Linked DNA regions of Mus musculus: all the other regions are linked to region 1. The links are chromatin contacts, called in public HiChIP or PLAC-seq and promoter capture Hi-C maps. All regions are on one chromosome and are shown on one strand. The core of a region is the stretch at or near the end of the contact, and the rest is flanking DNA. Distances in the headings are between cores, read along the strand shown.

The links. Promoter capture Hi-C pulls out the DNA fragments that hold promoters and counts their contacts. HiChIP or PLAC-seq counts read pairs in DNA pulled down with a chosen protein or histone mark. Capture Hi-C pulls out chosen DNA fragments and counts their contacts.
Region 2: a promoter capture Hi-C map of liver shows a contact between it and region 1, with 4 times the contacts expected there. The contact joins the promoter of Zfp639 here to the promoter of Fxr1 in region 1. A contact is called at or near these places in 6 of 39 promoter capture datasets (cranial neural crest, hematopoietic stem and progenitor cells, hippocampal neurons and 2 more), 1 of 484 Hi-C or Micro-C datasets (CD8 T cells), 2 of 115 datasets of contacts at active chromatin or transcription factors (astrocytes and microglia) and 2 of 9 other capture datasets (adipose tissue and liver).
Region 3: a contact with region 1 is called in an H3K27ac HiChIP or PLAC-seq map of microglia, with 8 times the contacts expected there. The contact joins the promoter of Mfn1 here to the promoter of Fxr1 in region 1. A contact is called at or near these places in 6 of 39 promoter capture datasets (cranial neural crest, erythroid cells, hippocampal neurons and 2 more), 2 of 484 Hi-C or Micro-C datasets (B cells and CD8 T cells), 2 of 115 datasets of contacts at active chromatin or transcription factors (embryonic stem cells and microglia) and 2 of 9 other capture datasets (adipose tissue and liver).
Region 4: a contact with region 1 is called in a promoter capture Hi-C map of pre-B cells. The contact joins the promoter of Gnb4 here to the promoter of Fxr1 in region 1. A contact is called at or near these places in 3 of 39 promoter capture datasets (hippocampal neurons, liver and pre-B cells) and 1 of 9 other capture datasets (adipose tissue).
Region 5: a contact with region 1 is called in a promoter capture Hi-C map of adipose tissue, with 7 times the contacts expected there. The contact joins the promoter of Ndufb5 here to the promoter of Fxr1 in region 1. A contact is called at or near these places in 9 of 39 promoter capture datasets (3T3-L1-derived adipocytes, the C10 cell line, embryonic stem cells and 5 more), 6 of 484 Hi-C or Micro-C datasets (CD4 T cells, CD8 T cells, muscle stem cells and 3 more), 2 of 115 datasets of contacts at active chromatin or transcription factors (astrocytes and embryonic stem cells) and 2 of 9 other capture datasets (adipose tissue and liver).
Region 6: an H3K27ac HiChIP or PLAC-seq map of embryonic stem cells shows a contact between it and region 1, with 2.5 times the contacts expected there. The contact joins the enhancer-like site here to the promoter of Fxr1 in region 1. A contact is called at or near these places in 5 of 39 promoter capture datasets (the C10 cell line, embryonic stem cells, hippocampal neurons and 2 more), 2 of 115 datasets of contacts at active chromatin or transcription factors (both in embryonic stem cells) and 2 of 9 other capture datasets (adipose tissue and liver).
Region 7: a promoter capture Hi-C map of hippocampal neurons shows a contact between it and region 1, with 2.1 times the contacts expected there. The contact joins the promoter of Usp13 here to the promoter of Fxr1 in region 1. A contact is called at or near these places in 3 of 39 promoter capture datasets (cranial neural crest, embryonic stem cells and hippocampal neurons), 1 of 484 Hi-C or Micro-C datasets (uterus) and 1 of 115 datasets of contacts at active chromatin or transcription factors (extraembryonic endoderm stem cells).

What each region holds. Positions count from the first base shown.
Region 1 is chr3:34,017,739-34,022,144 of GRCm38.p6, reverse strand. Fxr1 (fragile X mental retardation gene 1, autosomal homolog) reads right to left here and starts at 2,066. Exons shown (of 17, transcript NM_001113188.1): 1 at 1,982-2,066. The coding sequence starts at 2,032.
Region 2 is chr3:32,508,219-32,512,624 of GRCm38.p6, reverse strand. Zfp639 (zinc finger protein 639) reads right to left here and starts at 2,033. Exons shown (of 7, transcript NM_144519.4): 1 at 1,893-2,033.
Region 3 is chr3:32,527,597-32,532,002 of GRCm38.p6, reverse strand. Mfn1 (mitofusin 1) reads right to left here and starts at 2,521. Exons shown (of 18, transcript NM_024200.4): 1 at 2,308-2,521; 2 at 1-105. The coding sequence starts at 98.
Region 4 is chr3:32,614,194-32,618,599 of GRCm38.p6, reverse strand. It overlaps Gnb4 (guanine nucleotide binding protein (G protein), beta 4), which reads left to right and starts at 2,010. Exons shown (of 10, transcript NM_013531.5): 1 at 2,010-2,161. It overlaps Gm52622 (a long non-coding RNA gene), which reads right to left and starts at 1,989. Exons shown (of 2, transcript XR_003954599.1): 1 at 1,323-1,989; 2 at 116-1,197.
Region 5 is chr3:32,734,433-32,738,838 of GRCm38.p6, reverse strand. Ndufb5 (NADH:ubiquinone oxidoreductase subunit B5) reads right to left here and starts at 1,776. Exons shown (of 6, transcript NM_025316.2): 1 at 1,634-1,776. The coding sequence starts at 1,757. Mrpl47 (mitochondrial ribosomal protein L47) reads left to right here and starts at 2,084. Exons shown (of 7, transcript NM_029017.2): 1 at 2,084-2,197. The coding sequence starts at 2,100.
Region 6 is chr3:32,757,435-32,761,840 of GRCm38.p6, reverse strand. No RefSeq gene overlaps it. Among named protein-coding and RNA genes, the nearest start is that of Ndufb5, 23 kb to the right of the region's middle. Within about 2 kb of position 2,405, at least 6 of the 459 cell types and tissues checked have an H3K27ac peak or open chromatin away from gene starts, as enhancers often do. A contact at or near this core is called in embryonic stem cells, where this site is marked.
Region 7 is chr3:32,815,168-32,819,573 of GRCm38.p6, reverse strand. It overlaps Usp13 (ubiquitin specific peptidase 13 (isopeptidase T-3)), which reads right to left and starts at 1,948. Exons shown (of 21, transcript NM_001013024.2): 1 at 1,702-1,948. The coding sequence starts at 1,863.

The DNA.
Region 1 (4,406 bases), core at 817-3,316:
CAATTTACTCAGACTATCAAAGAAGGGGGGAAAAAGGCATCAGAGCAGAGCTTTATAGCAAAAACAAATGCCTACCATACTATGTACAAGCCAAGGTCTAGGCTCAATTTTCAATACAACCAAAATCAATTACTAATACTTCAAAGTTCCAACATGGAGATATTTGCTTGTGAAATAACTTTTAAAAAAAAAAAGACACCAAAAGATTGCAAACCAACTTTACAGAAGTCAAACTGATTATGTTGTACTACAGATTGACATAAAATTCAGTCAAAGAAATGGTTCCCTATTATCTACACGATGAAGAATTTGTTGAAACAATCACTTTTCAATGTGCAAGGAAAGCCTGCATAATCTGTGTTACCTAAAATGTGTGCTGAGAATCAGAGATTCCTGAGCCTTTTCCACAGGGTAGGTAGGGAGTGATACACACTAACGAACTTTATCTAGGCAGGAAAAGTAGTCTTAAGTCCAGTCCTTGTGGCCCAGCTCACCTTATCTACAATCTTGCAGAGATGGTAACCACTAGGTTTCAGTAAGAAGTATCTACTCAAATATTGCTTGAATCATTTATGTGACATCATGTTTTAAACCTGGAACACTAACGAAGCCAGTTACACACTAATAGGTGATACTAAAGGCTTTAACACTCACTCTTACTACTTAGTTGGCCACCAGAGATTTTACAATCAAAATTTACAAAACAAAATTTAAAAAAGTATACTTATCATTCTTTGTCAATGAGCTACTGCCTATATTATTACCACGTGACAAATCACCTCCATACAGCTAATAAGCAAGCTAGAAAGGGAAAAGCAAAACACTGAAAAATTAGGAAATCGTTAATACCAAATAAAATCCTCTGGAATAAAGGAGCCATTGAAATGAAAACCTGTGAGAAACCATTTTAAGTACATACAATACTCATGTACTAGAAGAGAGCCTTCATAAAAATAGCCAAGACTCTCAAACATCTGAGATGCTGGCTTGGAGAATGACTGACAGACAACAGCTGAGAAGGTTTTGTGTTGATTTGTTAAGATTCTCGCACACTTTGGGGAGAAAAAAAAATAAGGAGAAGGGGCCGTTACTATGGAAAAACTGTTCAGCCTTCGTGTTCTGCTTGGTGCCCCCTCCCCCTTTTCCAATAGAAGCAAGCGCCTTACAAATTCCTCCACTCTAGAATCCTCCCTCTGTCTCCGAGGCCAGCCTCCACGGCAATGCATGGCCTCTTCTCAAAGGAAACAAAAAGAACCTCGTGGAAGAGGACTTAAAAAGCAAAAACAAAAAACAAAAAACCCACCTTCCCAGGGGCTGGGAAGACACGCGTCCCTCCCACCTGCCGCCTGGCCTCGGGTCACCTTTGAACCCTTCCTTCGGAATTCGCATTTCTCCCGGGCCGAGGGGCGAAGGGGCCGCCCGCTCCCCAGGCCGCGGCCACCAGGGCCCGCCGCCCGTCCGGGTTTCCACGCGGGCGGGCGGGCGCCGTGGGTTCGCAGGGCCCCCGGGGCAGCACAAGCCGGGGTAGGCCGGGGAGTCAGCCATTCATGCCGCGGGCGGGAGGGCGGGCGGGCGGAGAGGAGCCTGGCGGGCCCGGCCGCCGCCGCGGGGTCGCAGTGAGCTGCCCGCCTCAGTCCGTCCCTCAGTCCGCCCGTCCGCGCCCCCCACCCCGCCAGGCCTCGGCGGCGCGCCCGCACCACAGCCCGCCGCTCCAGCCCGCCCGCCCGCCCGCGTCCCGGAGGCCTCGACCCAGGACGCTCCGGGACAGGAGGCAAGCCAGCACCCGCCGCCTTGTTTCCAAACATAACGGAGCCTGGGCCCCGAGACCGTTAAACCGCGCCGAGGGCAGAGGCCAGCAGCACGGCCCAGCTGCCTCCCCCGCCACCACCTGACACCTCTCCTCGGCCCCCGGGGTCCCCGGCGCCCCTTGACCCCGCTCCCAGTGCCCAGCTCCCATCCCCGGCCGCCCCGCGGCCCGTACCTTGTAGAAAGCCCCGTTGGAGCCGCGAACCTCCACCGTCAGCTCCGCCATGTTGGAACCGCAAAGGCTGCTGGGAAGAGATTCTAGAAACTTTCCAACGCGAGGGGAGGAGGGGGGAGGGGCGAGCGTCGCGGGGGAGGGGCGGGCGGGCGGGAGGGCGGGACGCTCCCGGCCCGCTCCCGGGCTCTCCGCTAGCGGCGCCGCTCTGCGCGGGTCCTTGGGCGGCTACCCAGCGGCAGGCCGGTCCGCCCACGCCCACGCCCGCGCGGCCCGCCTCGCGCACAATGAGTGAGGCGGACCCGCCCGGCGCGCCACCCTCGCCCCAGGATCCGCGCGGCCGGCGACGCTCCCTACGGGCTCTTCCCGTCAGGAAGCGCGGCCTGGCGGGCGCTCGGGCTCGGCCAGAGCGCATGGCCGGCCGACACTCTCAGGTTTGCCCTCATGGAGCCTTCCCTCTGGAGCCTCGGGCCGTCCCCTTGAAGAGCCTTTCCCAGGACGAACCCGGGACTCGGGGCTTCCCCCGAGCCTCACGCAGTTCTCAGGCCTCGCCTCGCGCGAAGGCAGCTCACTCACCTGTCACCGACCGAGCACGGTTACCTTAATACGTTATTAAAGGCTCGGGAAACCTAGGCTAATTTTGTGGGGGGATCCTGTTTGAGACACAGTTCTCTACCCCTGGGTGGCCTTGAACCCACAGAACTGCTTCTGCCTCTGGCCATCGGAGTGCTGGCATTACTTTTAAAAAATTTTAAACAATGGGAAAGTGTATTCCTCCCACCCCTGATAGGTTACACGTGGGAAGTTTTGCAAAGAGGATCCAAGAACCTATTGGGTTTTGTGTTGTGTGACTTTACCAGAAACGCCACCAGTTCTAGAAGCTTTGTGGCACTCATACTTAGTTTGATAAGTTAATGCCAACTTCTGAAAGCAAGGCTTTTGGAAATAGTACTTAAAAGAATTCATTTGTATGTGCATCTTTACATAACTTTTCAGCGACGCATGATGTATTTGTCTTTCCTTTATTTGGAGCTCAAATTGACCACCCTGCCTCCCACCTCCAGGTGCCAGTTGGGCTAACAGGCTCAGTTCCCCCACGGTTACCTGTTACTCTGAGACAAGTCTCACTAAGCAGTCCAAGATGGCCTTCGATTTACCTCCCATTCTCTTGTCTTAGCCTCCAGAGTGCTGGCTTTACTGGTGTGAGCTCCTGGCCCCTAGCAACCTGGTTTGTATAAAGTACATTTTCTTTATACAAGATTAGCCCTTTTAAAAATGTACAGTTCAGCGTCTATCACCAGGATCAGTATAAAACATTTTCATCACAAACAACAATAAATAAGTAAAAATAAAAAGCACTTGTGCTTGTTGCTGTTCCCCAATTCTCCTGAATTCCCTGGATTCTAGGAAACTGCCCATGTGTTTTCTATGTAGAGATTTGCCTAGCTCGATCTCACATATGAGTGGGATCGTGATGTGAGAGCTTCTGTGATTGGCTTCTCTCATTTAGAATATTCTTTCAAGATTCATGGTACAGCAGGTATGACTAGGTGTCCATTTTTTGTCACAGTATTACACTGCATAAGCAACCGCACTGTACTGCTGATATGGGTTTATTAGTATGTTTGAGGGTCAGATGCAGAGGACTGAAACAAGGTCCCGGAGCTACACACAGCACTATCTTCTTTAGCCCTTTATTTATTTCTCATTTGAAGGCCCATGCCTGTAATTTTGTGGAGAATACAAGAGGATCAGGAGTCCAAGGTTATCCTCAGCTACAAGTTCCAGGTCAGTCTAGCTATGTGAGACCCTGTCTCAAAACAAACAAACAAAAAACTCCACTGTTAGCTGAGTCAAATTCTCTTTTAGCTGTTAAAAGTAACACTTCTGGGGTAGGTGCCCGGTGTTGTAGTGAACACCATCAATTCGAGTTCTCAGAAGACAAAGGCAAGAGGAACTCTGAATTCAGGGCCAGCCTGGACTACTATATATCAGGACAACTAGAGATACATAGACCCTGTCTCAAACCAAAAAGCTGGAGCAGGAGAGATGGCTCAGCATGTGTCCTTGATTCTCAGCTGCATGGCAACTCATAACTGTATATAACTCCATTTCCAGGATAGCCAACACCCTCTTCTGATCTCCAAGACTACCAGATTCACGTGTGGGCACAGACCTTCGTGAACAGATGTGTACTGTTGACACACCTTGCCAATGACTGTGAGGCCTCAGACCCATGGTACAATTTGGCAAAGCTTACCCATATGGGCCAGGCTCAAGAGGAATGGCAGAATTTTCGTTACCGATCAGTATGTGAAAAGACAACTGACTTTGACTTCCTCCTGCTGGAGGAGATGTACAGACTCCTACTGAAATTAGCTAGCCCCTCCCACTGTGTTGTACCTAGGAATAAACATGCTGAGTTCTA
Region 2 (4,406 bases), core at 784-3,283, 1.5 Mb after region 1:
GCCTTCATAAAGACATCGGGAGTGTCCACAGGACACAGGAATGTCGCGAGTCCTGAGGACTGGACTCAGGTCCTCAGGCAGCAGGGACCTTACTCACTGGGAAATGAGCTGGCCATCTTGTCAGCTTGAGAAATTTGACTTCTTAATGAAATGTGAACCATAAAAACTCATGCTCACTAGTTATCCTTTTAAAAAGACTGTTAACTATCTGAAACGTATCCTTCCCCAATTATACACAGGTGTCACTGTAGAAAACCAGGACATTTGAAATTTAATCACCTAAAATCCATTCACTCAGGAAAAAAAAAAGATAATATCGTGGTGATATATCCATAGTTTATAATTTATCATTTAAAAAAAATTTAAGCCTAAAGTGGTGGCACATGTCTTCAGTGCCAGCACTTGGGAGGCAGGGGCAGGCAGATCTCCGAGTTTGAGGCCAGCCTGGTCTACAAAGCAAGTTCCAGGACAGCCAGGGCTACACAGAGAAACCCTGTCTGGAGAAACTGAGTATTGAGACCTACACCTTTATCCCCAGCCCTCAGGCGGTAGAGACGGAGGATGTCTCTGAGTTCTTGACCAGTCTGGTCTACACAGTGAGTTCCTGGCCAGCCAGAAGTACATAGTGTTTGAAAAAAAAATTAATAGACGGGATGTGCTAATTCTGAATTTATATTTATGTTTGGGGTTAGGCAATTTGTTGTTAAAGGCATACAACACTACTGGCTTGCTCTCCACTTTTTGAGATAACATTGAAGACAGAAAAAAAAATCCCATTTTAAAAAGGCCCAACTGCCCTCTTCCACATCAACAGCAGAGCTCAGTGGCTCACAGCTGACATCCCAGCACTCAGGAGGCTGAGGCAAGATTACACATAAAGTCTCTTGTGTCCTAAAAACAAAACAAACACATCACCCACACAGAGGCATCTTGGCACCTGGAACCTTCACAACACTTAATAGTGCTTCCCATAGACAAACCTTTTCAAAGGTTTCTCATGAAACCTCGGATGTCTTCACACAATGCCTAGACACTTTTTTTGTTTGTTTTTTTCGAGACAGAGTTTCTCTGTGTAGCCCAGCTGTCCTGGAACTCACTCTGTAGATCAGGCTGGCCTTGAACTCAGAAATCCGTCTGCCTCTGCCTCCCAAGTGCTGGGTTTAAAGGTGTGCGCCACCACTGCCCCGCACCAAGACATATTTTTAAAAGGCTGTTTTCGCGCGCATGTGTAGTCCGAGATGGTGTCTGATCTGGAGGCAATCATGAACCTACTCCAACTGGGTGTTCTCTCCAGCACCCAGCACCGAATTTTTTGAGACTGGGTCGTTGCGTTTTGAAGACGTTTATAACACTTTATTTTTTCACCTCCATTAAAACAAACAAACAAAAAATATTTCCAGGGCTCAGAAGGCGCTTACAGCTAAGCCAGACGACCTGGGTGTCTTCCCTGGAACCCGCAAGGTGGGAAGAACAGCCTCTTGGAAAGTTGTCCTCTGACCTCTACACTTGCGCCATGGCACACGTGCGCATGCATACACGCAATAAGCACGTACATTTTCAAACAGAAAGAGAATTTTCCCGTTCTAATTGAAGCCCGGCGTGGTGGCACACGCCTTTCCGGCTAGCCTAGGCTACACAAGTCCCTGTCACAGATTACAGGAATTCGAAGAGCGCTGGTCTGATTGGCCTCTCCTGGGAGCCTCTGTCCGTGAGGACTCAGGGCCGGGTCCCCGCTGGACTCCAGCGTCTCCCGCGGGAGCAGCCTCCTGCAGGCCGGCATAGGCCCCCCCGCCGCCGAGTCCACCCGAGCGGCCGACACGCACCGGGCCGGGCAGGCCCCGCTCGCCCCGCGGCCCTCGCTTGGCACGCAGGCCCCGGAGGCCGGCCCTCACCTCACGTAGCAGCGCAGCTCCGGCGAGACACGCCCGGATGATGGGACGGAGGGGGCTGCCGGGCCACCGCCCGCGCCCTGCCCAGCCGCCCGCGCCCTCCCCGGCCCTGCCCTTCCCTGCCCGCCAGGCCCAGCAGCACTCACCCCGTCACCCCGCGCATGCGCCACAGCGGGCCGCGAGAGTAAAGATGGGGGACGGGGGGCGGGAACCCTAAGGATGAGGGCGTGGCCTGAGCATGGAGGGGGCGTGGCTTCATGCTAAGGGCGGGGCCTAACAGCAGGACAAGGAGAGACTAGCAGTGCTGTCTAGCGTCCCCTACGGGCACATCCGGGCCGTGCCACCTTCCCCCCTGAGGTCAGCGCTGTCCCACTCATCGGTTTCCTGGAAGGCCGCAGTGATCGATCCTCAGGGTCTTCAGGATCATTAGTGTTTCACGCATGGTGGTTGTCCTCAAATCCCAACATCCGGGCTAGATAAGTCCAGGGCCGAGAAAAAACGCGATGTGACTCGAGATGGGTCCTCAGACCACACCCTGGGTTCTTGAAGTCTTGGGAGATTGGAGGTGGAGTTAGAGAAGGGAGAGCTGAAAAAATGGCTCCCCCCAGTTAAGAGAGTTTTATTTCTCTTCTAGAGAAAGCATGCACATGATAGTTCACAAACGCCTTTACTGTAACTCAACAGCAAGGGATGTGAAGCCTCCGCAGGCATACACACCTCCCCATCCCCCCACCTAAATACAAAAATAAATAAATCCTAAAAAGAAGACCTGATGGAGTGAACCGAGGTTATCACAAAGGATTGCATTCTGTCATTTAAATCCTTTTCGTACCTTGACCGTCAATAAGCAAAGGATTAAATTAGATGAGCATAAATAACTGTGAACATTGTTTTTGAATTATCCCTCGGGCTGACAGTAGATTTCGGTGGTTGTCTGTGCTTGGCAGGGTGAGTGCTGAGGTGTGAGCCCTCAGCGTTACAAGCAACAGTCCAGAGTGCGGCTGTGTGTTTTCTTTCTCGCTCCTCCTTCAGTGTTAAGAATGGAGTCCAGGGGCTGGAGAGATGGCTCAGCTGTTAAGAAAACTGGCTCTTCCACTAGGGGATTCAGGTTTTATTCCCAACACCCACAATGAGGTTCACGTCTGAGCTCACGTGTAAATCCAGTTCTAGGTCGCCTGAAGCCTTCTGGCTTCCATGGGCGCCAGGAACACAAGTGGTGCACAGACATACATTCAGGCAAAACACTCATACAGATAAAAATAAAATATATATATTTTAAAACATTTTTAAATATAATCCTAGCTCTCATCCACTGAGCTGCCCCACCCCAACCCCCTAATCTGGGTGAGAGTTAAAGAGGTTTCAGTACAATTTGTGAGTGTTTCTCGGTTTTGTAACTAAAGCCCTTAAGGTTCAACTAATTGTACGTGAATAGCTAAATCGAGTGGGGTAACTTATATCCAAAGTCACTTGCAAAGTCCCAGCCACGGTTCGTGTGTCTCACCAGCCCAGCGCCCTGTTCTTGCTGTCAATCACCTGGTATTCAGCCGGTTGTCACTGACACCCTCCCCCAACCCCATCACCACGCCTGGGGAAGTCCAGCTGTGCGCTTTGGAGAGACAGCGCCTTTTTGTGAGATTCAGTTTGGTGACCTCATAATCTGTAGGCATTCTCCTCTTAGACATGAATATTCAGGCACACCAGTGTAACCCAAAAGGAGTAAGAGAGGGTTCGCAGACCTTCTTTATTCCTAGTATACTTAGCATCGGGTACAAAATAGGGAATTGGGGCCTGATTGATTGAAGACTGTTGAATTTATAAAGATGCTGCCGGCGGCTACGGGTTTCTCGCTGTGAATCTAGTAGAGGACACAAGGGGGAGCCATGCGATCACTGTCAGTTATAGGGTTTCTCAGGCTTGCCCTTGAGTTTGACTTAATTCTCCTCTTGCCTGCGTCACTAGAAGGGGAGGGGGGAGAGACTATGTCATGGTATTTAGACAGCATGCATCATTGTTTTCAGGGCTCCCCTTTCCCCCTCCCTGGCAAGATGTGCAGCTATGTAAAATCTTGAAAGCCCTAGGATAACATTTTACAGGAATATTTAACCACCATCCTCCCAAGTTTTTGATACAGGTGTGTCATAGCTTAAATTTTTCCTGATCACAGAAATGTGTGTTATACAATAGATAGTAGAACAGAATTGTACTGGCTAGTTTTGTGTCCACTTGACACAGCTGGAGTTATCACAGAGAAAGGAGCTTCAGTTGAGGAAATGCCTCCATGAGATCCAACTGTAAGGCATTTTCTCAATTAGTGATCAAGGGGGAAAGGCCCCTTGTGGGTGGGACCATCTCTGGGCTGGTAGTCTTGGTTCTTAAGAGAGCAGGCTAAGCAAGCCAGGGGAGGCAAGCCAGTAAGGAACATCCCTCCATGGCCTATGCATCAGCTCCTGCTTCCTGACCTGCTTGAGTTCCAGTCCTGACTTCCTTTGGTGATGAACAGCTACATGGAAGTGT
Region 3 (4,406 bases), core at 1,272-3,771, 1.5 Mb after region 1:
GAGCCCTCAGTAACAAACTCCAGTAACTGGCCGAAGATTGCAGTGATGGCTTTCTTTGCCAGCACAAAGTGCTTCAGTGGAGATACCGTTTCTGCCATTATGCACCTAGGTTGAGAAAAAGGTTAGAAAAGCAATAATTAAGCCGGGCGTGGTGGCGCATGCCTTTAATCCCAGCCCTTGGGAGGCAGAGGCAGGCGGATTTCTGAGTTCGAGGCCAGTCTGGTCTACAGAGTGAGTTCCAGGACAGCCAGGGCTATACAGAGAAACCCTGTCTCGAAAAACCAAAAAAAGAAAAAAAAAAAAAAAGAAAAAAAAGAAAAGCAATAATTAGCCTGTGGATGACAAATGCCTGGAGTCTCAGCTACTGGGGCAGGCTGAGGCAGGGGGTGCACTCACACCAGGAAGTCCAGTTTTACCTGGACAATGCGACATAGCAGGGCTTTCCTCATCTCCAAAGCTCTACTTAAACTTAACAATGAGGGGCTTGAAGACGTGATTCAGCAGTTAAAGAGAACTGGCTGCTCTTCTAGAGGACCCAGTTCTATTCCCAGCACCCACATGGCAGTTCACAACTGTCTTAAGACTCAAGTTCCAGGGGTTCTGATGTCCTCCTCTGGCCTCCACAGACACAGGTACACACATGGTACACCAAAATTTGGTTGCATATATATGCAATCAAAATACCCGTACACATTTAAAAAAAAAAAAAAAAGCTGAATGATAAAGGTGTGGTGTTACACACCTGTGATCCCAGCCAGGAGGAGGCTGAAGCAGGCCAGCCTTGGTAAACCTTGTTCAAAACGAAAAACTCAAAATCTCTCAAAACAGTTCAGGTGGAGGAGACTAAGTTCAATCCTCCAGAAACCAAGTGGTTGAAGGAGAGAACCAACTCCAGCAAGTTGTTCTCTGCCTCCAAACACCAACTGTGAAAGTCTACCGCTTCCACATATAAGTTAAATATAATTTTAAAAACCATATGAAAACAGGGCAGTGGTGGCGCATAGTCCCAGCACTCAAAGACAGCTGGATGTCTGTGAGTTCAAGACCAGCCTGGTCTACAGAGCAAGTTCCAGGACAGTCAGGGACACACAGGGAAACCCTGTCTCAAAATCAAACAAATAAAAAACAAAAACAAAAACAAAAGAAGAAGAAGAAGAAGAAGAAGAAGAAGAAGAAGAAGAAGAAGAAGAAGAAGAAGAAGAAGAAGAAAGAAGAAATGAAATGTGCATGCCTCCAGGGCTAGGCAGATGTCTCAGTGCTTTAAAACACTTGTTGCTCTTCAGAAGGACTTAAATTGGTAGCTCACAACCACCTGTAACTCCAGTTCCAGGGGATCTTATGCCCTATTCTGACCTCAAGGGCACTGCGCAGAAACTGTGGTGAAACATGCATCCGTATATGGAAGAAAAACATACACATTAAAAAATCTAAAAACAGAGCAAACATTTAAAATCATGCTTAGTCTGATACCTGCTAGTTCATGCCTCAATTTCCTAATAGCAAAAAATTAACCTGGCCAAATAGATAAAATACTTTTTAGTATTATTTATTTATTTACAGAAACCATGTTAGTCAGAAACCAAAGATTACTCTCGAGTGATCTCCCATTAAAAAAAGAGAAATTTGCCTCCTGTCATGTTACCTGTAATTCAGTTACTCAGGAGTGTCACACAGGAAAAGCTGAAAATTCAAGTCTACAAGAGGCAACAGAGTGAGATCAAGGCTTGCCTGGGTCTCTCAGTGACACTCAGTTTAGAAACCGGTTTAGGGATACAATGGCATTTGCCTAGCATGGGAGACCTGGGAGGGGCTCAATCTTCAATCCTGGAAGAGTAGATATGTAAATAAATGTAAAATCGGTAAAAGCTAGTAACAAAAATCTTGGTTGTAATCCCTAATTTATTTTCCTCGAGTGAAGATGAAACTAGTTTAGCTAAACTAAGTTTCCCAGTTAGCGAAGAAAATAAAAGAATGCCCAAGTCTTAATGCAGTACAGACACCAAGAAGGTAGCAGCTTTCGTCACAATTACGGAGTCAAGACTTAAAGAAGGCATGAAGGAAGGCTTCAAGCCAAAGTCCCCAAACTTAAAGGAATGTTGAATTTAAAGTAAAAGACGTTCTACCTGGAAGCTCCTATGAAAAGCCACCAAAGACAAGCACACGCTAACGCTGGTGTGCGTGAAAAGAAGCGCCGTGGCCACCAGGAGGGTGGCTCCCTCCGGAATCCTGAACTGACGGCGCGGAGGAGGTGCGTGGGGAGAGGAAGCCGCGTGGGCCGAGAGCCTGCCCAGCCGGGTGGATTCCTACCTGGACAGGGCCTTCCCTCAGGCTGGCCGCCCGTCGCCCTTGCCCGGCCCGCCGCCCCGGCCCGTCAGGGCGCTCGCGCTGCGCCGGTCCGGAGCTCGAAGGTCACCCCGGACGTCGCCACCCGCCAGCGGACACTCACTCCGTCCCTGCTCCCCACTGTCACCCAGCAACCACAGCTCCGCCACAGCCCCCTGGCTGTCTCATCCTCCCGAAAGAGGGGAGGTGCCCAGAGGAGGGGCTAGGGGCGGCTACTTCCGGCGCTTCGGATCTCCTATTGGCTGACGCTTCGAGACCAGAACTGCATATATTGCGGGCGCCATTTTCCTTCAGGGCTGAAGGCGAGGTTTGTTTTGGGCAGGAGTTCTTATTAACCACTGGGCTGTTTTCTGTTCCACCTTCCAACTCCTCCCCTTGGTTTTTCCCTTCAGAGTTTTCAAAGCTCAAAGGCGCCAAGTGTGAAAAGATGTCCATGGTTATCTGAGGGTGTAGGGGGAGAAGTACCCCAAAACCACATAGATGTTTATCATGCGGGGGGGGGGGGGGGGGTCGTCAAAACTTTGACTTTTCCAATTGCTCTGGTCTTGATTGGTTTTCTGGGGTTACTGGAGTGAGCTGTGTGTGTCTACTTACTGTAAGAGGTATTACTCAAGAAAATTAATTGTTCATGATTTAAACTTTGTTAGGAATCACCTGGGAATCTTGTTAAACCATTGATTGATTGATCGAGGGTGAAGCCCAAGGACTCTACATGTTCCACCTTCCAAGAGAGGTTTCACAGCATGTGTCCTGAGAGGTTCTTTACAGAGTTAGCAAATGAGATGCTTTTGCCAGGGAAGCCCCTTTATCCATATGAATGGCAGCTACCTCATCTATAAAATACTAAAAATGCCTACTTCATGAATTGTGGGAAAGTAAATGGGTTAGGGTGTAAAGTGCTTAAAACATTGATGGGCACCTGCAAAAGTTGGATAAATAAAAATAAAAGTTGGATAAAAAAGTTGGATAAATACAGTGAATGAGATCATTTCAGACTATGACTGCTATTATGGGGGGGGGGGGAGATCAGGACAAGAGGATAGAGTGAAGAAAAATGAGCAAGGTGGAGCCAAAGAGGTATGTGTTTTCTGAAAGGATGTCATTTCTCAGGTCATTTCAGGACTGTTACTGGGAATATCTGGAGAAAAACTGTCCAAGACACATAGGAAGGACAGTGCTAAAATGGATGAGTTAAAAAAACAAGCATGAGCTGGGCGTGGTGGCACACACCTTTAATCCCAGCACTCGAGAGGCAGAGACAGGCAGATTTCTGAGTTTGAGGCCAGCCTGATCTACAAAGTGAGTTCCAAGACAACCAGAGCTATACAGAGAAACCCTGTCTCCAAAAAAAACAAACAAACAAACAAACAACAACAAAAAACAAAACAAAACAAAACAACAACAAAAAGAACTCACAAACCCGCTGTCACAGCCTCCCAAGTGCTAGAATTCAGATCTGTGCTCTCACTCTGCCTAAATTTGAAGATTTTTGTTTTGGGTTGTTTTTTGGAGACAGTGTCATTTTATATAGACAGTCCTGGGTCCTGGAACTCACTATGTAGAACAAGTTAGCCTTGGACTCACAGAGATCCAATGCCTTTGCCTCCCAGGCCAGATTTTTTAAAATGATTTTTTTCTTTTTGAGACAGGGTTTCTCTGTGTAGCCCTGGAACTCACTCCATAGACCAGGCTGGCCTTGAACTGCCTATTTCCAGGGTATATAGCCAATAAGGATCAGTACTTAAGAGACTGGGGAGAAGGCTCAAGCAGTAAAGTTCTTGCTGTGATGGCATAAAGACCTGGATCCAGATCTCTAGCCACTCATGGGGAAAACAATAATGCTGGGGGTGGGGAAATCTCTGGAGCTGGCTGGCCAGGCTAGCAAATCAGTGAGCTGAGTTCTTTGAAAGACTTGCCAGGCATGGTGGCACACACCTTTGAACCCAGCACTTGGGAGGCAGAGGCAGGAGGATTTCTGAGTTCGAGGCCAGCCTGGTCTACAGAGTGAATTCCAGGACAGCCAGTGCTACACAGAGAAACCCTGTCTTGACAAACAAAAAACA
Region 4 (4,406 bases), core at 761-3,260, 1.4 Mb after region 1:
TGGAAACACCAGGAGCTGTGAGAGTCCATCCACACACTTTGTTACTCTTGGGATGCTGCTCTGAGCAATGAAAATCTCACTGACTCTGCTTTCCAACACACAGTACACAGGCTTGTTCTTTAAAAGTAGGGGTTCTTTTTAGAAAACTAAGAGACAGGCAACAAAACAAATACAATATGATATAATATGAAGTGGGTTTTTTTGGGTGATGAATACTTTTTACTTCTTTTAAGTATTTGGACTATTCAGCCAGGATTTCTGTCCGCATCAAATTTTCACAGATCATCAAAGACCATCAATCTTTTCGGGCTCTGCAGTTCATGTTTTGGAGCTATGGATGTCTGCTTCCCCGATCATCTCCAGAATAGATTCAGTACCCCAGGGCTTTCCACTAAGTTTCCCCAGGTGCTTGTCTTTCAATATACAGTTGACAGTAGAGTATTTCTCAGAATCCTGCCATATGGGACATGCTTGTGCACAGGATTATGAGGGAGGAAATCACAACAAAGGAAAATAAGTATCTGAGTTGGTCTAGTCAGGTGCCATGTTATGTGACTTCATGAAACAAGCAGAATCCTAGTGGGCCTCAGTTTGCTAGTCTGTGAAATGGGGATAAATGACAGAGGCAGGCTGAGGCAGGGAGCCTTAGAAATGCATGTCCTCCCTAAGTACCGGCTTCCCCTTGTCTCCAACCTTCTAGTTTAGGACTTATTACTGAAAGATGCCATCAAAAATTAGACCACTCCGGCTGCAACCTACCATCCTGACTCTTTGACGTGTAAGTCTGGTACTTCTTCATTTTCTTCTAGTATTTAATTAGGGAAAGCAAAACTTTGGGGAGAAACCACTTCATCATCCTGGTATCTTGGTGTTTTCACATCTGTGGTGGGGTGGCTTTTACACAGAGCAGATCTTCTCCCCAGTCACATTCAGACTGCTGTTTGGCCTCCTTGCCGGTAGGTATGAGTGGCTTTTATTCCAGGTTGATATGGAGCAGCTGATAAGGAAGAATGGAAGGCCGCGGGGGTGCCAAGCTCTCCTGATATTCTTTAAACCCTTCTACAGCTCTGCAAGCCTCTTTTACCCAGCTCTGTTTCTTTAAATTGTTTGACGTCAGAAAGAGAATGCTATAGCAACCGTCTGTCAAAGTGGAATTAACTCCGAAGAAAGATGGGGGTGGGGAGAGGAGCAATGCCCCTGCAGAAGAAACAAATTGGAGGGAGACATTTAGTTTATAACATGTTCAGTATAAAACGCCGGAGAAATGCGAACAAAGTCGCTTGAGATGCACTGAGGTGCACTAGTGTTTAAAGAGCAGAGACCTGGCAGGGTGCTGGGAGAAGGCCTTCCAGTCATCAGTGACCACAGAGTAACTTCCGAGAGCTGACAGTCAAGAGGGCAGGCTCTGTGCGAGCATAGGTTTGTTCAGGAATGTTTACAGCACGTTCTGGTGTTGGGGGTGGGGAGGAGGGCAGTATCACTAGCTTCGTGTTCCCAGTGAACCTCGGGCATCCACCGACGGCTGCTTGGCTGGATTGACTTCAGATTTTAGAGCCCAGTAATTGCAGACTGCATCTGTGGCTCTCCTGGCTCAACCCTGCAGCCCGCCAGAGCAGAGCAGCCTAGGCCAGGCCCAGGCGTGAAGAAGTCAGGCACTCAGCTTAGACGGCGCGTCCAGGGGCACACTGATAAATCGAAACTGCAGGGGATGCGCTTTCCGCTTCCCAAAGCCGCAGAAGCTGCACGCCTTGCCAGCGCCCACCCCCTGCACCCTGGCCCAGGCCACGCGCGCGCCCCCGCCAGCCCCCTCCCCAACACACACGCACCCTGGCCCTGCATGCGCCAATCAGCCTCCACCCAGGCCAAGCGCGTTCTGGGTTCCCCGAGCCCCTGCAAGCGCCCCCCGCCCCGACCGCGCTCGCTCCCGCCAGCCCCGACCCGAGCCACGCGCGCCGCTCTCTCGGCGCGTTCCCAGACCCTCTCCCCGGCCTCGCGCGCCCCCGCCCCCGCCCCCGCCCAGCGCGCCGCGCCCGGGTCCCCGCCCCGTCCGGCGTGCAGGGCTCTGGGTGTGGTCGCCGTCTTGTGTGGTGGAGCCAGCTAGCGGTTCGCGACCCGCAGCCGGGCGCCCAGCAGTAGCGCGGTGGTGGCGGCCGGGCTCCAGGTAGGTGGCGAGCGCAGGCGGCGGGCGTCAGGGCTCCGTGTGGACGCGGGTGGCGGGCGCTGGGCTCCGTGTGGACGCGGGCGGCCGGGCGCGGGGCTCCGTGTGGACGCGGGCTCCCCTGCGCTCTGCGAGGCCCGGGACGGCCGGAGGGTGCGTCCACCCGGGAGTCTAGAGGACGGTAGCTGCAGAGAATGCCCCCCCCCCCAACACACACACACACACACACACACACACACACACACACACACACACACACACACAGCCTCCCGCCATCTCCACCAAGTTCTCCACGGGCTGCTGGAGCCTCAGGTTGTTGTTTTTGGACTGATACTATGTCCCCAAAGCTTGGTTATTTTTAAGGTGGGTGATAACGGATTTTGGATATTTGCAAGTTTAGAACTAGAGAAAGCGGTTATTTTTTCTCGTCTTCTCCCCGCATCTCTTTCTGCGTTTTCAAAGTTGAGAGAAGGCTGACAGTGGTGGGTGATTTTGTTTTCTCTACTCCTTTCCCATCCACCCCCCCCCCAAAAAAAGGTGAGTATTATAACCTGCTGTAGACCCGCGCCCTACTAGGGAGTTGCCTTAAGACAGAATTGTAATTATTAGTCCCTTTCAATATCGCGAACTCGGACGGTGGTGACCTTTTATATATTTCAGCTTATCAGGATGTGATGGCTGGCATGCTAATGTGAGAGGGAGAGAGGTTGTCTTTTACAGGGGTCTGACCAAACTGTATATCTGGTCTTTGCCAGCATTCATTGCTGATTCTGAAAGTTTACTGTATATTTTAATATTTTGATTAAGAGCACTTAAGGAGTCTTTTGCTTTTGCATTTGGGTTTGCTGGTGAATTTGAAACCGAAATAGAAACTTTAAAAATATCATTTAATAAATATTGCCAGACCTCTTGTCTACACGTTATTAGACCATGACGCTGATTCTTCGTGCTGTGGTTTGCTTAACTGCATGCCTTAAGCCTATGAGCAATACACAGGAAGCAGTTCTGAGTTGCTGGTCTTTTATGAATAAACATTTCAGCGTGTGTTTTTACTCCTTAAAAATAGATCCTGAAATAGATCCTGGGACAATTTCAAAACTAAGAGTGGTATCTAAGTTGGGCTTTTTTTTTTTTTTTTTTTTTTTTCCCCATCACCAAATATTGTCGGAGAGTGAGTGAATTCTCTGATTTCTTTCAGGTGTGTTATTTAAGTTTGGTGGTTTGGCTATTCCTTTCTTTGCCTTGCTGGCTAGTTTAATCAGATTTATTAAAGGAATTGTTTACTGAAGCTCTGTCCTCTCATCAGGGGCAGTGAGCTATTCTGTTCTGTCATCTCTGGGTCACTCCTCAAAGGACACATTATACCTTCCACAGGCAAGGCGATGTTAAATGACTCACTGTGGCCTTGTAACTGTTAACTCAAGTTGGAGTCAGGACAAGATCCCTCTGTCCGCAGAGTGCATGCTTTTCCTGCAGAACACATTCAGTTAGTCCTAGGTCCTGGGAAGGACCCTCAGCCATCACTGATGTACACATAAAATTTCCTTGACATGTCAGAAACCTGTGCTGGTTTCTCTGCTGTGATTGGTGCCATTTACTGGTGTTACTCTGTATAGCCACCCATCAGCCATTCTGTTCCTGGCATCCCTGGGGTCAGTGACCCTTTTCCTGAGGTACAGTTACTCTATTGGCATTAAACTGGTGGTGGCTCCTACAAACTAATACCCCTATTTTGACATGGGCTCCAGAGAAACAACTACCACCACTTTGGGAGGATGGAAGCAGGGTAGCAAGCAACTCCAGGTGTTGTGGAGTTTCAGCTCCAGCAGATGAGGCAGGAGGGTGTTGTTGAAAGGGGTTCTAACCTGGGCTACAAGGAAGCCCCTGTCTCCCAACAACAACCTGCTTTATAACGTGGGAATTCTTTGATATCCTTTATGTGTTAAGCCAGATGTTCTCACAGCTGCTTCCTGTACTACCACCCCCTTACCCTGAAGCTTCTGTGTCTGGTTCTGTGGCTCCCTTACGTTGTTGTGTAAATATGGTGGTGTATCTACTGAAAACACACTTTTCTCAATGTGGTGTTCTACCTCAGTTACTGTCCTATGTCTTTCTGTCTGTCTTTCATTTTTTTCTTTCTTTTTTTTTCTCTTCTCTCTCTCTCTCTCTCTCTCTCTCTCTCTCTCTCTCTCTCTCTCTCTCTCTCTTTGTTTGTTTCGTTTTGAGACAGGGTTTCTCTGTGTAGTTT
Region 5 (4,406 bases), core at 527-3,026, 1.3 Mb after region 1:
GCTTCACAACTACTCTGTAAGGTATCTCCGTCAATCAGATGGTCATCTTCCGGAAAAGGAAATGAAGATCATGACCAAGTGCCTTCCACTTTAGCTCCCAGTAGGCGTTGACTCAAGGTCATAGAGCTCTTAAATTCTGCAGCCAAGATTTGAATCTCGGCAGCCCAGCTCCAGAAAAAGAAGATGGGAGAGGGGCCTAGCCATCTTGTTGGGCTGCCCAAGGAACTGGTGGAAGAGAGGAAAACCTTCAGGGAGCAATGGCAGACTCATAAGCCAGTGAAAGCTGCGACAGTCAAACAGTCGCTCTTGGAACAGCCTCGAGTAGGCCCTCCCTGTTCTCTCTGGACAGGACATCGGCTCCCCGTGGTTCTCTCGGAACTGCAGGAGTGAGAAATAGTCCAGGAAGAGAGGGACCACGGAGTCTCAGCTCAGCTCAGCTAGACTACAGTCAGCACTTCTGGGGAAGGGTTCAAGGGATCTCTACTTGTGTATCTGAGGATATTTACAATAAAAAAGTGATGTCAAAAGGATATGACCAAGAAGTGTCAGCACATGGAGTCTGCCTTCAGTGTAAATTCCTGCTGGGTATTTTAAATGCACTGATCCTTTCCAGCATGTTCCAGAAGGTCCCTATGCATACTGCCTCAATATAATAGGCTTTAGGGCAATTTGTGTGTGTGTCTTTCTCTATATTAGACAAGGCAAATTGTATATCTCTAACCAAGGCCCTCTCTATGACTGTCCTGAGACCTGAGCTCTTTACCCCTCTTAGGCTCCTTTCTAAGAGAACAGTGGTTCTCAACCTTCCTAATGCTGCAACCCTTTAATGCAGTTCTTTGTGTTGTGACCTCCAACTATAAAATTATTTTCACTGCTACTCCATAACTGTAATCTTGCTACTGTTATGGGTCACAATGTGAACATCTGTGTTTTCCTACGGTCTTAGGTGACCCCTATGAAGGGGTCGCGACCCGCAGGTCATATGAAAAGCATGACTGCATTAACATACAGCAGATACAATCTGGGCTGAACCCAACTTTACACATTCACTCGCACTAGTCTTTTAAAAAAAAAAACAAACATAAAATATTTTCGTGGCCTTCTATGATGTTGTGAGGTCCACGGACACAGTTATTACCGTGCCTAACGGGCCTGTCACCTGGAGCCTTTTTACACTCGTGCCTAGGAACACCATGACAGCCTTCACTTCAGTGCGCTTCTCAGCAACTTCCTATCTGCGGGTTGGAACCAGCTGCAGGTGCCACGCACCCTGATTCTGCCCTGAGCCCAGCGACGCAGTGCAAGCCTGCAATCCCAGCCCTCGGGAGCCGGGACAAGTGCAGCCTCGGATCCCCGAGACCCTGTCTCAACAACGAAGTGTGTGCAGTTGCCCTTGGAGACGCGGGCAGCAGCTCCATGCCTGCCTAGCCTGGCAGCGAGGGAGCAGCGCCCAGCATGGCGTGGCAAGGCGCTTCGCAAACGCTGAGCTTAAACAAGGCCATCCGATCTGCAGCAGCTCTTCACACGAGAGCCCCAGGCCGACTTTGTCCCCGCTCTCTCCCTCGGAGGTCCCCAAGGTCACCTGGAAACAGCCCTCCCACCTCTCACCCGCGTCTCCGAGGCCGCCACCCACCGACAGTCTTCGGAAAGCTCCGCGTGAGAAAACTTCCGACTCCGAGTCTAGGACCAGCGCGGCGGCAAGACAGCGCTGTCAGCGCGGAGACCGAAGCCCGCTGCAGCAGGCTCATGGCCGCCATGGCTACACCGGCCACGGAAGGAAGTGGGGAGGGCTAAGGGAGCCGGGAGGGACAATCCACCAGTGAGGGCGAACGCTAGAGGAGGCCATATTGAGTGAGGGCAGCGGCCCGTTCCTGCGAGCTTCACAGGCAGGCGCTGGCGGACAAAAGTGACGACATTGTAGGTGGGGCGCCCAAAGAGAGCCCTGTAAACTCTATGGCAGACTTGGGAGATTGAAGCGAGAGCCGTGGGAGCGGCCATGTTTAGTAAGGGCAAAGCCTGTTCCTGTTTGCTTCACTTGCCTCACGCCGCCAGCGGAAGTGACCTCGTGGACACCGACACTGTGGGTCTCCATTAGAAACATGGCTGCGACCAGTCTAGTGGGTATTTGTAGAAGAGCCTCAGCGTTCCTGAAGGCAGCTTGTTCCCTAGTAAATCCCAAGGACGCTGCTCACTCGGGGTAAGTGGTGAGAGAAGAAATGACTGCCTCCGCCTTTGGGCGCTTCTTGCAGGATGCAACAGAGCTCTAGACAGGCCACCGCGGAGGCAGAGAGCGTGACCTTGCAGTCGCCTATCCTGGCGCACTAGTCCTCCTGCGTTCTGTCGCCGCGGGCGGTGGGAGCATCCGCTGCTCGGTGCTTCCTCGGACTCGCAGTGTCCTGGGGCTGGGTCGGTTGGGAGGGAGGTTTCCGAGGAGTCCTGAGCTGTGAACGGAAGGCTTCCCTCGGCGTCTTTGTACACAGATTGTCCGGCAGATGTTAAGTGATGAGCGTAGCTACGGCAACAGAAGCTGCGTCTGCGAGTGTGAGAATGACAGCTTACTCTTCACTGACACTTGCCAACAGGGAGCCGAGTTTTAGAAATAGTAGAGAGCAGATTAATTGAAGGAAGCAGTCTCTTCTATATTATTACACTAACTTTGCAAATTAGCTTTTTAAAACCTTGCAGAGTTGTAATTTGATCAGGGTGGCAAACTTGAATAAATGATTTCGTCTTCCATTATCTTGATCTGATGCCTTCCTTGACCTCTGACGGTATCAGGCACACACATGGTGCACATATATGCAGGGAAAACATTCAGATACATAAACCTTAAATTTGTTAATGAAATTATTTCAGTATGTGTGTGTGTGTGTGTGTGTGTGTGTGTTTTGTAAAAAATGAATACCTATCACTCAGAAAAGAGGCAAAATATTTTGAAGACAGTAAAACCAGTTATGCATTCATAGAACACATTGCCGTTTCTTTTTTAATGTTGCAGGTATACACTTGATTTTCCATCATTTCCCCAGGACAACAGAAACATTATTAGAGTAATAGTCAAAATATACCCTTAACCCATAGTAGCCAGTCATTGACAGTTGTCACATTTTTCAAGATCCCTGGATTTATGCTCTTTTTCTGCACTGTTGGACAGAGGTCAAAATTCAATCATAGACCCAAGGACATTGCCTTACTAAGTATGACCCTGTGGTCACACTGTGGAATACAGTGTTATTATTTAGCATATAATCCAAAATAAAAATAGGACTTGCTCTACTAATCCCTTCCCTTTTTTCTTTCCGCTTCATTGTCTCCATTCAGTTCCATTCTTTGCTTCAGGATCCAGTGAAGGATCATTTAGTGCAATAGTTGCCATTCGTCCAGTGTTTCTTTTTTCCTTTGTCATCACACTGGCAATTTGGGGTAGGATTTTGTTTTGTTTTGTTTTGCTTTGTTTATTTCTTCATAATTAGTTTCAAGTCAGGAGTCATGGACATAGCTCAGTGGTAGAGTACCTAGCATGCCTGAGGCCCTGGGCTTAATCCTCAGTACACAGGAAAACAAACATAAACTCCAGTCAAATACTCTTGGTTTGGAAGACAGCACTTGTGAAACATTTTACATTGTGTTTTAAGATCATTTTATCAGTTCATTAAGTGCTCTTAGAAACATAATTTCTAAATATATATATAATTATGCATAAGATTTTCATGCAGCTATAAAGCATGGTATGTTTATGTAACTAATGTAACTCTTTAATACCAAATTTAATGCCTTTGTAGATATCTTCACCGGTGAGCTCCTGCCTGTTGTGTCTGTGTCTATTGTGTAAAAGTTTCCAGACACAGAACTCCGGGATTAAAGGAGAGAGCATTGAGCCTTTTGAATGTTGCCACATTGACGTTCAGAATGGTTTTGATCTGTTCATAAATTTAGTTGCTACAGTGGAGGAAGCACCTAAAAACTGTTACTCTAAAATATAATTGTGGGGTCAGCAAGGTGGCTCAGGAGGTAAAAAGTGCTTGCCACTCAAGCCTGGTGACCTCGGTTTGAGCCAAGGAAGCTAAGCAGTAAAAACTGGGCGCAGTGACTGGGCGCATCTCCATCCAATTCCCGAATTCCTGGGCCCAGACGGGAGGGAGAGGAGGAGGAAGCACTCAAAAGCTCTCAAGCCCGCTATCCTGAGTACTCAGCACAGCAACATAAAAGCTCTCAGGCCTGCTATCCTGAATACTCAGCACAGCAGCATAAAAGAGAAAGACTGTGCCTCCATGAGGTGGAAGAGAACCAGCACTCCTGTTGTCTTCTGACCGCTACATGTGTGTCATGGCACGTGAAAGCACGTACTCACACACACATGCGCTAACAGTAAAAAGATAGACATATATAATTATGTACATCTGTTG
Region 6 (4,406 bases), core at 1,156-3,655, 1.3 Mb after region 1:
TAGCCTGACTGGCTGCTGCTAAGGGGTTGCGGGTGGGGAGATGCTGCCATAGGATGTTTGCTCATGTTGACTTTGTGGTGTTCCTCCTGGAACTGGAGTTTAGCCCCTGGAGCTTCCTAAACACAAATTTGGCTGGGCTTTACATTAGCACCTGTGCTAACTGTTCCATCCAGAAAGTCCTTTCCTGTGCCAATGAGTTCAAGTCTATCCCCTGCTTTCTCTTCTATCAGGTTCAGCCATTTTGGTCCTTTGTTGAGGCCTTTGATCTAGCTGGAGTTGAGTTTTGTGCAAGGATCTGTTTGCATTCTTCTCCATGCAGCTATCCAGTTTGTTGAAGATACTGTCTTTCTCCTATGTATACTGTTCTGTTAAAATCAGATGTCGGTAGGTGTGTGGACTTTTACCTGACTCTTCAATTCAATCCTTTAATCACTGTGTCCCAATACCATGCCATTTCTATTACTTTATCTCTGTGATACAACTTGAGACTGGGGATGGTGATACCTCTAGCAGTTCTTTTATTGTTCAGTATTGTTCTAGCTTTCCTAGGCTTTTCTCTGTTTTCATATGAAGCTGAAAATTATCTTTTTCAATTTGTCTGAAGAATTGTGTTAGAATTCTTGGTGGGGACTGCATCTAATCTGAAGCTTGCTTGTGGTAGAATTGAATTTTTTTCACAGTATAACTCCTATGTTGATCCATGAGTGTGATAGATTTTTATATATATATCTTCTCCAATTTTTATGTCTTCACTGTCTTAAAGTTTTTATTGTATGACTCTTTCATTTGCTTAGAGCTACCCCAAGACCTTTTCATTGTTTGAAGCTATTGTGAAAGGTGCTGTTTCCATGATTTCTTTCTCAATCTGTTTGCCACTTGTACATAAGAAAGCTGATTTTTGTGTGTTTATTTTACTGTAGGCTGCTACTTTATTGAAAGTGTTTATCAGCAATAGATGTTTCCTACTGGAATTCTTAGGTTCTTTCATGCATAAAATCAGATCATTTGTAAATAAAAACACTTTCTTCCTTTCCTATTTGTATCCCCATAATCTCCTCCAGTTGTCTTATTGCTCTGGCTAAGTCTTCAAAAAGTATAGTAAATAGGTATAGAGAAAACAGACATTCTTATCTTAGTCCTGATTTTAGTGGAAATACTTGTTTTTCTTGCTATTCCGGTTGATGTTGTCTATGGGCGTGCTGAAAATTGTCGTTATTATGGTAAAGTATGTCCCTTGTATCCCTAATCCCTCCAGGACTTTTTATCAAGAATGGATGTTGCATTGTATCAACATCCTTTCTGAATCTAATGATATAATCCTGCGTTTTTGCCGTTCAGGCTGCTTGTGTGATTCATTTCATCTATTGATATTCATATGTTGAACCATCCCTGCATCTCTAAGATGAAGCCCACTTGATCATGGTGAATAATCTTTCTTTGATTAGGTTTGCAGTTTATTGAGAATTTTTGCATCTATGTCCATAAGGTAAACTGATCTGTAATTTTCTTTCTTTGTTGGGTCTCTGTATGGTTTACAGAGTAATTGTGGCTTCATAAAAAGATTTAGGCAATATTTTTTCACTTTCTATTTTGTGGGATAATTTAAGGAGTATTGGTATTAATTCTTCTTTGAAGGTCTGGAAGAATTCTATACTGAATCCATGGGCCCTGGGTCTTGTCTTTTCTTTTGATTGGGAACTTTTTAATTAATGCTTTTGTTTCAATAGGAGATTACAGGTCTGTTTATAGTGTTGATTTCATCCCCACTTAATTTTGGTAAGTTGTATATGTAAAGAAATTCATCCATTTCTTTCAGGCTTTCCAATTTAGTGGAATACAGATTATTTTTAGGTATATCCATATACCTCTCTGAGTTTTCTTGGTATTCTTTTGTAATGTCTCCCCTTTCATCTGTAATTTTATTAATCTGGATCTTCTCTCTATCCTTTGGTAAACTTGGCTAAAGCTTTGCCAATTTTTTTTTTTTTACTTTCTCAAAGAATCAATTCTCCGATGCATTAATTCTTTGTATTGTTTTTTGTTTCTATTTCTTTCATTAATTTCAGCCCCAAGTTTGATTATTATTTCTCACCTATTCTTTTCGGCCATTATTTCTTCTTGGTTTCCTAGGCCTTTCACGTGTGTTGTTAAGTTTCTTCAGGTTTGGGTGGTGCTGGTGCTGGTTTGGGTTTGTTTGTTTTGTAGTTGTTGTTGTTGGTTTAGGATTTTGGGGTTTGGAGGTGTTTTATTTTGTTTCAAGACAGAGCTTAGCTGTCCTAGAACTATCTATATAGACTAGGCTGGAACACACAGAGATCCAGCTGCCTCTCTGTCTCCTAAGCACTGTAATTAAAGGCATACCTGCACCATCACCCCACCTGGCTTTTTTTTTTTAAGGTCAGTATGTAATCGTAATGACTTGCCTCCCAGTGCTGCTTTCATTGTGTCCTGAGGGTTTGGGCGTGGTATGCTTTTGTTTCCATTCAGTTCTAAAAAGTTGTTAATTCCCTCGTGACCCAATTCGTTCAGTAGTGAGTTCCTCAGTTTCCACGATTTTGTATGCTTTCTGTTGTTTATATCCCACTTCAATCCATGGTGGTCAAATAGGATGCAGGGTGTTATTCCAATTTCCTTAAATCTGTTAAGATTTGCTTTGTGTCCTAATATGTGGTCAAATTCACAGAAAGCCCCATGAGTTGCTGAGAAGAAAGTATATTTTTTAGTGTTTGTGTGACATGTTCTGTACATGGTGGTCAAATAGGATGCAGGGTGTTATTCCAATTTCCTTAAATCTGTTAAGATTTGCTTTGTGTCCTAATATGTGGTCAAATTCACAAAAAGTCCCATGAGTTGCTGAGAAGAAAGTATATTCTTTAGTGTTTATGTGACATGTTCTGTACAGGTCCATTGTAAATGATGATTTTGTTGGATATAGTAGTCTGGGTTGGCAACTGCAGTGTTTCAAAGCTTATAGAACACCACTCCTGGCCCTTTTGTATTTTACAGGGTTGAGGTCTGCTCTATTGTATTGTAATGCTAAATTCTATACTTAAAGCCTGGGCCAATGAGTGAATTCTCATGTTTACAAGCTTTTGTTATGCAAACTTTGATCCTTATTTTAAAATTGTTGGTTATGTAAAATTGGCTACAGCCAATTACTGGAGGGACTAGAGGTAGATGGCTTTTGAGTTACCTGGTTGGGAGTGGAGGAGTGAGGCAGAGAGAGACCATAGGGAGAAGAGAAGGCACCCTGAGAGGAGAGGTGCCATGAGCACATAGCCAGGAGGAAGAGCAAGTATTTGGGAAATGCTGCTGGGAAGGTAGTCAGGCCAGCAGTTAGAAAAGTAGATTAAGGGTTAATTATCAAAGCCAAATAAAATAACCATAGTCTGAGTCTCAGTTATTTGTAAGTCAGACAGGGATAAGCTTAAATTTGTTGTACTACACAGAGTCTCCCTTGAAAAGTCAGACATTGCTCTAATGGGCCTGTTTTTATATGTGACTAGTTCTATTTCCCTTACAGTTTTTAATATTCCTTCTTGTTTTGGTAGTTATATTTTTGCCTTAGTTTAGGGTTTTATTGCTGTGAACAGATACCATGACCAAGGCAAGTCTTATAAAAGACAACATTTAATTGGGGTTGGCTTACAGGTTCAGAGGTTCAGTCCATTATCATCCAAGTGGTAGCATGGCAGTGTCCAGGCAGACATGGTGCAGGAGGAGCTGAGAGTTCTGCATATTCATCTGAAGGCCCCTAGGAGAAGGCAGACTTCCTGGCAGCTAGGATGAGGGTTTTAAAGCCAAGTCCACAGTGGCACACCTATTCCAACAAGGCCACACCTCCAAATAGTGCCACTCCCTGGGCTAGACATATTTAAACCATCATACTCCCTAACTTCTTCAATGGCACATTTTGATCATTGAAAAGTGTATTGTTGCCAGGAACAGTGGAGCACCACTCTTGGGAGACAGAAGTGGGCAGATCTCTGTGAGATCAAGACCAGCCTGGTCTACAGAGTGGATTCTAGGGGGGACATAGTAAGGTCCTGTCTGAAAACAACAAAAAGTATACTGTTCAATCTCCATATTTCTAATTTATTTCATTATTACCTGATAAGATACAAGAAATTATTTCAGTTTTTATTTGTTAATGCACACACACACACACACACACACACACTCACACACACATATTCTATTTAAGGGAAAGTTCCATAGGCTTTTGAGAAGAATACGCATTTCCAAGTGTTGGATGGAATATTCTACAAGTGTCTGTCAGTGTCTTTTGATATTTAATAGTGTTGAAAACTCTGTCTTCAAGAATTCTCTTGAAAAACTGTGCATATGCATGTGTGTCTGTTTGTGTGTATATGTGTGTATATACATGTGTGTGTTTGTGTGTGACT
Region 7 (4,406 bases), core at 699-3,198, 1.2 Mb after region 1:
CAAGACTACCAGCCCAGAGATGGTTCCACCCACGAGGGGCCTCTCCCCCTTGATCACTAATTGAGAAAATGCCTTACAGTTGAACTCATGGAGGCATTTCCTCAACTGGAGCTCCTTTTCTTATGATAACTCCAGCCTGTGTCAAGTTGACACAAAACTAGCCAGTACATGTGTCCTGAGGAGTTAAGCCACCTTCCAGTGTCTGTAGTCTGTCCACAGCTTAAGACACTAGCCATGCCCCACCCTGGGGGAGGGGGTTCATGTAGCCTACCCAACAGGGTCCACACAACCTGAAAACGGTCTTTCCAAGAGTGTTGTAGGGGATGGGATGCAATGGCGTGCTGACAGTCACCGGGAGTAATGTGTTCAAAGCGTGCCAACTGTTAAATGTAATCTTTCATTCCACTCTACCCGGGTCTTTTTTAAAGATATGAAAAATAAATAATTAACAAATTAGTTAGGTTTGATCCCCAGATCAACCGGAATAGCATAAGAGAAAAACTAAACAATCCCAGAGAAGAGGATAACGCCAGAACCACAATGAAATACCAAACAAAACAAGCTTCACTAACCATCCCAAGCCAACCAACCCCAGACAAGAAAAGGAAAAAGAAACAAAAGAAAAGAAACTTCTGAGGTTTTGCCTCTCTTTTAGGGTCGAAGCCCCTAATAACTATATATGTTGTACAACCTCTGTGAAACCTGTCTCTCCCTCCAACCCATGCACCTCACGATGCCCCAAGATCTGCTGGGTGACATATGAGATCCAAAGTGGAAGGATAAAAATAACCTGGTCCTCAAAAAGGCAGATAGCCGCCAGACAGCTGAGTCACTTTGAAGCCCATTTTGACTACTGTAGGGGGCATTTCACCCTGCCTCTGCCTCGCAAGCTTCCACAACCTCACAACCCACCGGGTTGGAAACCTCCCCCAGCCTCCCTGGTGGAAGGCCAGGATGTCTCTTAACTTCCCCTCCTCCTGCGGGGTCACGAATCAGGAGTGAACTTTTAATAATTCACATAGCGCACGTCAGCCCAGTGACTCACTTAGAAGGGAAAGATTTGAGTAAGGCTTTAGGGAGCCATAATAAGCCAGCGGCAGACCCCTTATTTCTGCTGCCCTAATGGGACCACCGGACCTGACAATAGCCAGAAAGGAATGGGATGGGAAATGGAGAGAGAGGCGAGCTCAGAGTCCATCAGCATTGTCCCGCAGTGGGAAACCCTGGGCAAAAAAAAAAAAAAAAAAAAAAAAAAAAGGCTTCTAGGAGAGGGAGAGAAAGGAGAGAGAGAGAGAGAGAGAGAGAGAGAGAGAGAGAGAGAGAGAGAGAGAGAGAGACTGAGCGTGCCGCGGGCTAGGGGACTCTCACCTACCACGTCCCCACCCTCTGTCGCCCGCGAGAACAGCTCAGAACCCTGGACTAACTCTTGCTTGCCTTTCTCGATACTGGGGCTTTGGGCAGAATACTGACGACTGGGGCCCTGGCATCCTAGCCACAGGCTAGCGGAGCGAAGGGCCCAGGGAACCCAGTCTTCGTCCGCAGCAGCCTGGAGGCGCTCACTTGGTGCCAGGGAGCCAAAGCTGGAGGAGAGGCAGCAGGAGGAGGAAAAAGTCCCGGGCCCGCAGCTCATCGGGTCCCCTGCCCTGTGCGCCACCCCGTTTCCCAGGCTGGCTGCGCAACTGCGCCGTGGATCTTCCTTACCGGGGAGTCGTAGGAGAAGGCGCACTCGTTCTTGTAGACGCGGTCCCCCGACCTGGGCACGCGGATCGTGGGCATATGAGGCACCAGCAGCTCGCCCAGGTCCCCTGCAGCCATCTTCCCGCCGCCGCCCGGCACGCTGAACAGGGCGCCCCGGCGCTGCATGACCGCGGAGCGCAGCGGGCCTGGGGAGGAGCGCGGCGCAGCGGGAGAACAGGACCTGGACGCGGCGGTCGCGCGGGCTGAGGATCAGTTTAGGCTCGGGAGGCTCGGCCTCTGCCCCGGCCGGCCGGCGGGCGGGAGCTGCTATTTTTAATCCAATGGCGAGTCGCCGGCCCAGCTGCAGCGTCAGGCGGGGCGCGCGCCAGCCGCAGCGCCGGGGAGGGGGATGCCGCGAGGGCGGGGACGCAGGAGTGGGAACCAGGGAGGCCCCGGGTCCCCACGCACGCCTCCCGACCCGCCATGGCCCCTCGGGGATGTAATCCCCAACTGCCCAGGATCAGGTCCTGGGAAGCCCGCACAAAAAAGCGGTGCACAGCGCGACCTCCCCATAGATCGGAAAGGGGTGGGTGGGACTCAGGAGTCGCCTTCTCTTAGATTCTTACTTCTCACTTTTTTTAAACATGCAAAGCTCTGTAAAAGATACTAGACTCCATCGAGGCCTGGAGAAGGAAGAGGTATGTTTCCCTATATGTTGCAAGGGTAGACTGTAGGAATTCTACCCCCTCCCCCACACAACCAGATAAGGATGTCTATTTTTCTCCATCTTTACAATGCCGTCCTATGACTCAAGGCCCTTCTCGAACATTCGGTAGCCTGATTTGAGGATTCATGTTCTGCCCTTGCTTGTGGATTCTTCAAAATAAAATAATGGGGGGGGGGGCTTAATAATATGCAAATAGAGCGTGTTCGTGACGTATACTCTCATGTCTATCATCTTCTTAAAAAAAAAAAAGTAAATAAATAAATAACCCATGGAATGAGGAGGTGGAAACAGGTACAGGAGCTCAAAATTAGCCTTGGCTTAGCTACATGAGATGCTGTCTTTAAAATAAATAAGTAAATACCCACCCATCCTACATCGGCTATTCCACTGAGGTTCCCTAACTATGTGTATCCTACTACCAGGGCATAGCTCTTCGTGACAGCGAGAAGGTGCAGATCCAAAGCATTCTGTAAGTCTCTCCAGATAAGACTATCCTGAAAGTCGCTGGTGATGTCACTAAATGTCTCTGCCTCACATTGCTTCAGAGCAAAGAATTACACACATTACACTTGGCTTCCTCCCTATCTAGTAGGATCTCTGCCTGTTCACAAACTGGCTACAGAAAGAAAGTTGATTTAAAATGTTGAAAGCTTAATATCCAATCTCGAATTAAACAAAAAGTCAAATCGGTGAGATTTGTTTCTCATCTGGCAGCTGATAAAAGATCTATCAAATTAGTCCAGGCTTGAGAAACACCCTCAAACACATTGTTGGTGGGAACAAAAACTGCACATCTCTGAAAGGGTGTTTACTTTTATTTTTGTCACTTTGAATCCCAAGTTGATGTTGACTCCTGGTGATCCCCCTGCCCCAGTCCAACCCATCACCCCCATTTGGTTCCCCACTGCTGGATTTCAGGCCTGTGCATTCTGGAAGGAAATTTAGTAACACTGATCTTAATTTTATATGTATATATTGTTTTCCAAGGGGTATCCTGGGTGATACTTACACCACATTTAAATTCCATCTTGGTAGGCTACTTGTTGGAGCATGGTATATAACAGGACACTGGGAGCTAAGAAAAGATCCCTCACTGGGAAGCAGTTACTGTAGAGCACCTCTAAAAGCAATGAGGTCACTCTGCACTGTCATCAGCCACATTACTAGATGGAAACAGAAAGTAATTCTGTGCGTGAAAGCCAGGAATGTGCGTGAGGTTGGCCAGCTACTGTGTCCTGGTGGGCCTTCCTTCCAGTCCTTGAGAGGGTCCTATACACACTTGTGTGCATGCCTTTTGGCCCCCATATGTCTCTTAGAAAATGTGCAAGCTATATAATTGTCAAGATTGTTGAGAGAAACAGAAAGCATGAAGTCAAGGGGACTCCTTACCATCCTTTACTTTTCTATGTGGTTCCAATAGTTTTGTTTCCCTTTGCTTGTCTGATTGAAACCGAGAGCTTGCTACTATTGGGGAAACAATAATTCAAATACTCTGCCTCTGAGCTATGTCCCCACACCTTTTAAAACTGTGTTGTCCAGACTGGCCTTGAACTTGCCACGCACCTGCCTCGGTGTTCCCAGTAGCTGAGATTATAGCCTTGAGCCCGATACCCTATTTCAATCTATTTATTGGGTACAGTGAGATTGATTGCTCAGCGGTAAAGGTGCATGCTGCTTAAGCCTAATGACCCAAGTTCAGTGCCCCGAACCCACATAAAGGTAGAAACAGAATCAACTCTGTAAAGTTGTCTTCTGACTGCTACATACACAAAGTAGCAACACACACACACATAACAAGAATTAACTAATTCCGTTATAAAAACATCTCAGGTTCAATAGTCAGTACAGAAGTTGAAGGCTATTGCTAGGTTACTGCATTGCATACCAACCCTTCTCATAGAACAACACAGACTAAAGTGATGGACTGTGAACCAGTAGTATTGCACACCTGGAATCCCAGCAGTTAGAGGTTGAAGATACCATAAATTCAAGGCCAGCATTA